2 separate regions of the Mus musculus genome follow, and region 1 is linked to region 2. A link is a contact called in public promoter capture Hi-C data. All regions are on one chromosome and are shown on one strand. The core of a region is the stretch at or near the end of the contact, and the rest is flanking DNA. Distances in the headings are between cores, read along the strand shown. Region 1 holds the start of Arhgef28 (Rho guanine nucleotide exchange factor (GEF) 28). Region 2 holds the start of Hexb (hexosaminidase B).

What was found. Promoter capture Hi-C pulls out the DNA fragments that hold promoters and counts their contacts.
Region 1: a contact with region 2 is called in a promoter capture Hi-C map of the SN4741 cell line, with 5 times the contacts expected there. The contact joins the promoter of Arhgef28 here to the promoter of Hexb in region 2. A contact is called at or near these places in 11 of 39 promoter capture datasets (the 3T3-L1 cell line, 3T3-L1-derived adipocytes, the SN4741 cell line and 8 more) and 1 of 115 datasets of contacts at active chromatin or transcription factors (fibro-adipogenic progenitors).

Annotation. Positions count from the first base shown.
Region 1 is chr13:98,204,720-98,207,419 of GRCm38.p6, reverse strand. It overlaps Arhgef28 (Rho guanine nucleotide exchange factor (GEF) 28), which reads left to right and starts at 1,255. Exons shown (of 36, transcript NM_012026.2): 1 at 1,255-1,347.
Region 2 is chr13:97,197,032-97,199,731 of GRCm38.p6, reverse strand. It overlaps Hexb (hexosaminidase B), which reads left to right and starts at 1,375. Exons shown (of 14, transcript NM_010422.2): 1 at 1,375-1,706. The coding sequence starts at 1,471.

The sequences.
Region 1 (2,700 bases), core at 6-2,505, 1.0 Mb before region 2:
TGCTTTTATTTTTTATCTTCGGGACTTCGTAGTTCTTCAGTGGAGAACACTCTTCTTTGGGACCTAAGGTTCTGCAGTGTGACATCAGAGGATATGAATACAAGTGTCAATACTGCAAGGCCAATGTCAGGTCCTTTATAAAGAAGGAAGGGCAGCGTTTGCCCTAAGACAGGGCTAAAGACCTCAGACCCTGGGTTTTGTTTTTTTGTTTTTGTTTGATTTGTTTTTTGTTTTTTTGGTTTTTTTTTGCCATCCTGCCATTCTTTAGGCTCTGGTTAAACAGGTATGTTAGGAGGGTGGCCCAGGGCATCTGGCAGTGATGGTTTGGGACGGGCCAACACATCTCTCCTGTCCATGTAGTCGGTCTGTCTTCTTGAGAAAAATAAAGGTAATATTAAAGGAACTTAGAAAAGTAGACGCTTAATTTTATCTTTAAAGCTGGAATAATCATCTTAAGCTTATTTTATAGTAAGCTGTACAATGGCGAGACTTTTCACTCGGGACAACTCAGTGCTAAGTGCCTCAGTGCTTTAAGATCCAAGGGGTCCTTTCACATTGTTAGGTGTTGTAAAAGTGGCTATGGCTTTCTCAAAAACAAACAAACAAATGTTGGTGCCGTTTAGGCACCTGTTTGCATAAACGCATAGGGAATCGAGCCTGCAAAGCTTTGGGCCAGAGGAACCTCCATCATCCTCATGAATTAGAGGGAGTCGGCTGTTTTAAAATAGTACTTCCTATTGTAACAGACCCGGGCACTATTATGTCCCGGGTGTGGTGGCTTTGAGCTGAGGACAACCCGAGCCTCCCTCTGGCCTGGCACGGCTCCCTTTAGGAGCCGACCGGCCAGCTCCTTCCTCCGGCGCCACTAGGGCGTGGAGGCCCCCGGGGCGAGCGGGCGCCGCCGCCGCTAGGGTGCAACCCTGCCCTGGCCCAGCAGGTCCCGCTCCGTGCCCGCCGCCGGAGGAAAGCCGAGGCGACCGGCCGCCGCCCCGCGAAGGGAGGGGGCGGCGGAGCCGCAGCAGCTTCAGGTTTCCTCCTGGAGCTGGTGGCGGGCGCGGCCATGTGATGAGGCGGCGACGAGCCCGGCTGGCCAGAGGTGGGCAGGCGGGGACCAGGGGGCGCAGGGGGTGGCCCCAGCTGTGGGCGCGGCGGGCGGGCGAGCGGGGGTGGGGTGGGGTGGGGGGAGCTGCGGCTCCGCCCCTCGGTGCGGCCAGCGGAGCGGAGGGGCGTGGGCAGCTGGGGACCGGCTTCCCCGCTCCGGGCGACGCTGGCCGGCGGGTCGCCCTCGGCAGGCCTCGGGGACAGCGCCTGGCCAGGGCTCCTGGCGTTCCCGAGCCACAGCTCCAGGTAAAGGCGGATTACGGGAGCCATCCCTCTTGTCTCCCCGCAGCCCTGGGCGAAGTTTGCCCACCGGAGTTCTCAGGGGACAAAGTTTCTCTAGGGTCCCCGAGGACGCAGGGGTCTGCAGAGGTGGTGAAAGGCTGCACTCTGTCGGCTGGGCAGCCCGAGGAATGGGCGCCGCCTCCTGGTACCTGGGGATGGCAACAAGTGCATGGCGCTGCCGGGTCGGAGGCAGCAGCTGTGAAGCGCAAACGGGAGGCAGCGGCCACCCCTCACCCTCTCGGGCAAGCGGGGTGGGAGGGGGCAGAGGGTGACGGAGCTCAACCAAAGCTAGTTGCAAGCGATGGAAATCAGAGGCAGGCGGCTGGAGAAGGGTGAACCTCGAGAGCCTGGTTCTCCTCTTCCCATCTGTGTTTCTGGCCAGCTTCACCTATATGCTTGGTGTGTGTGTGGGATGTACCCCAGACTGCTGGTCAGTCTCAAGTTCAGGACATTTATTTCTTGTGGAAACGTTTGCTGAGTTTATAAAAGCATCTATGGTCATCTTGTTTGGGAGGGGCTTTTAGCATTGGGTGGGAATCCGTGCGCTTGTGCCATGAGTTTCTCTGGAATACTCGGTTGTGGGTGGTAGGGGTCACAGGTGGAGAAGGCGTTCTCGCTTGCTGTGAGCTCTGTGAACGCTGGGTGTTCAGACCACCCAGGAAACCCAGCTCTGGTTTCCCAGACACCAGTTAGGTTTCTAAGGGAGACTACTTTAGGAGCCCACAGAGCCTGCCTATTGGTTGCAGCTGGGTGGGCCCAGGGGAAGGGTAACATCTGTGTTTGCTAGCATCTGACTCCCTGACCCCTGCTCAAGTGCCAGCCTCTACACACTCCAAGTTGTAGAGATTGAGCACTCGATTCTGCACCAAGCAGTCAAGAATTACAGTTATAAAGAACGGACACACTGCTTTTCTGTACTTTGCCCTCTCGTGTTCCTAGACCCTGAAGCTGTCTCAGTAAAATGAAATTCTATTCTCAACAACACAAACAAAATCAAAGGCTTGCCCTAGTTAGGCTCTGTGGAAACCACTTTGAACACGATAATTCAAGCTCTGATAACCTTTCCTGGGAAGCTTTCCATAGCTCTATTTTGAGTTTTTATGTGAATGTTAAAACAAATAGGTGTTTGTCTAATCTTGATGAATAGTAGCGCTAACTCCTTTGGAGTGTTTGAAGGAAGAGAACATTGCAGATGCCTTTTGGAGAGGTTGTAGCATTTCAAAGTGATATTCCGATGCAGACTTTATAGTGATTATGCATAATTATTTTTGATTATAGAACTTGGATAGCATCATACTTGATACTTTGTGGTTTGGG
Region 2 (2,700 bases), core at 126-2,625:
CAATTTTTGAACTACTTAGCAGTCTTCTTTTTTTTTAAAAAAATTTTTTTTTCCTGTGTGTGTATTAGTCAGGGTTCTTTAGAGTCACAGAACTTATAGAATGTCTCCAAATATTAAGGGAATTTACTGTGATGACTTACAGCCTGTAGTCCAACTAACCCAACAATGGTCAGCTGTGAATAGGAAGTCCAAGAGTCTAGTAGCTGCTCAGGCCCACGAGGCTCATTGTTTCAGCTGGTCTTCTGCAGAAGTAGGTTCTAACAGATGTGTTGGCAACTAAGTGCAAGCAGGCGAAGAATGAATCCTCCTTCTTCCAAAGTCCTTATGTAGGCCTCAGCAGAAGGTGTGGCCCAGATTATAAGGTAAATACCAACAGGCTTGGATCTGGGACTTGCTTTGTTCCAGGCTGACCTTGAACTCAAAGCTCTCCTTGCCTCATTCTCCTGGGATTAAAGGTGTGTCCTACCTAGCCTGGGCCTAAGCTTTTCATGGCCACTATGTCTCAAGATCTCTGTGTCAAGATCTAGGTCAGAATCTTGTGTCTCCCAGCCTCAAGATCTGGATCACAGGTGAGCCCTCTAATTCTAGATTGTAGTTCATTCCAGATATAGACAAGATGACAACCGGGAATAGCCCCCACAATGTGTATGGGTGTTTTATCTGTATGTACATCTGTGTACCACATGCGTGCCTGGTAACCTCAGAGGCCAGAAGGGTGAAGTATTCCCTGGGACTGGAGTTATTGGCAGTTGTGAGCCACCAAGTGGGTGCTGGAAATTGACCCCCCCCCCCGGTTCTTTTTGAGAACAGAGTTCTTAACTGCTGAGCCATCTCTCCAGCAATCTTCTAGCATCTATTTACTTACTAAGTTGCCTTCCTGTGATTAGACATACTGTAATCTCTGATTACACATATGCACGTTCGCCCTAGCTAATCGTTATAAAGGTCCTTGGAAAACTATACATCGACATTAATCTCCACTACAGAAATATTCTCTTTGTATCACTTTAATATTTATGTAGTCCATCGCGTCTATCCCAAGTTTTAAATGCTCCCCCTATCTATTTTTTTTTCCATGCATAAATTTTAACCTCCCATTACTTCCAAAGTCAACTCCTGGGAATTCTGACTCGGGAGGTTTTATCAATCAGAGTCCACCACCGTCAGATTTAGTGACAAAAACACTACCTGAAGAGTGGAGGAAGAGACAGGTCTTGCCTGTCAGTGGGCTGCACAAACAAGTTCCTCAGGCGTGACAGGCGTGAGCCACACCCCAGCATCCCGGCTAGAGCGCGACCGCCTCTGCACCGAGCCTGCCCCCAATTTCCGGGCCAATCCCCTCTCGGAGGCGGAGCCCGGGCGGGGAGCTCGGTCATCTGACTTGGTGACCCGGGCACGGATGCTTTCTTCCCAGCGACCCAGACTGGAAGGTTGGTCCAAAGACTGCCTAGCCAGACTCGCGGAGCAGTCATGCCGCAGTCCCCGCGTAGCGCCCCCGGGCTGCTGCTGCTGCAGGCGCTGGTGTCGCTAGTGTCGCTGGCCCTAGTGGCCCCGGCCCGACTGCAACCTGCGCTATGGCCCTTCCCGCGCTCGGTGCAGATGTTCCCGCGGCTGTTGTACATCTCCGCGGAGGACTTCAGCATCGACCACAGTCCCAATTCCACAGCGGGCCCTTCCTGCTCGCTGCTACAGGAGGCGTTTCGGCGGTGAGCAGCCCCACCCAGCGGGGAGGGGACCTTGGGCACAGAGAAGGATCGCCGGGCTACTTGGGTCTCACAGGACTGGAAGACAGCATGACTAGCCAGTCTAACTTAGGTCCAAACTTTGCAGACTGAAGCCCAAGACTTGACCTGTTCATGCTTCTTCTTTCGCGCCCTAGGTGCTCAGGGACCCTACTTAGGATGGGTTCCGAATAACAACGGCCGGGCGTGGTGGCGCACGCCTTTAATCCCAGCACTCGGGAGGCAGAGGCAGGTGGATTTCTGAGTTCGAGGCCAACCTGGTCTACAGAGTGAGTTCCAGGACAGCCAGGGCTATACAGAGAAACCCTGTCTCCAAAAACCAAAACAAAACAGAATAACAATGGAACCCGTGACTCTGCTGGAGTCAGTTTGTTGGGCCTCAGATGGGCAGTTGAGATGACTCCAAAGATAGGGAGGGAACAAGGTCCTAGCCTGCAGAGTGAACCTCCTCTGAGTGCATCCTTAGATACGGATCTTTTAAGGGCCCTAGGTATCCCCAGTGTCGCTTTCAGCTCCGTATGTGGCAACAATTCAGATATCTTTAGTCTCTTCAGTTTTTTTTTCGTTAAGTGTATATGACTGCATGAATTTATGTGTACCGCATGTGTGGAGATACCTGCAGATGCCCAGGGCATGAAATTTTGGAGTGAGCCCCTAATGCGGGTGCTGAGAGCCGAACCTGGGTCCTCTGTAAGAGAGTAAGAGTTCTAAACCTCTGAGCTCTGGGGTGGTAGTCAGGGGAATGGGGGAAACCTTAAGTTGAAACTTTATAGGAGACCTCCCCCTTCCGAGCTATGTTCCATACCTAATAATGTTAGGTATTCAAATGTTAGTCTTTCCAAATGGCCTTTCAAGTGGCTCTTAAGTAACATCTGCTTTTCTTCTTGTTTTCCCAACACTTGGCAGTAGTTGCTCTGTCTTCCTCTCTAATAGGTTTCCTAAAAACCCTTGCCTCATT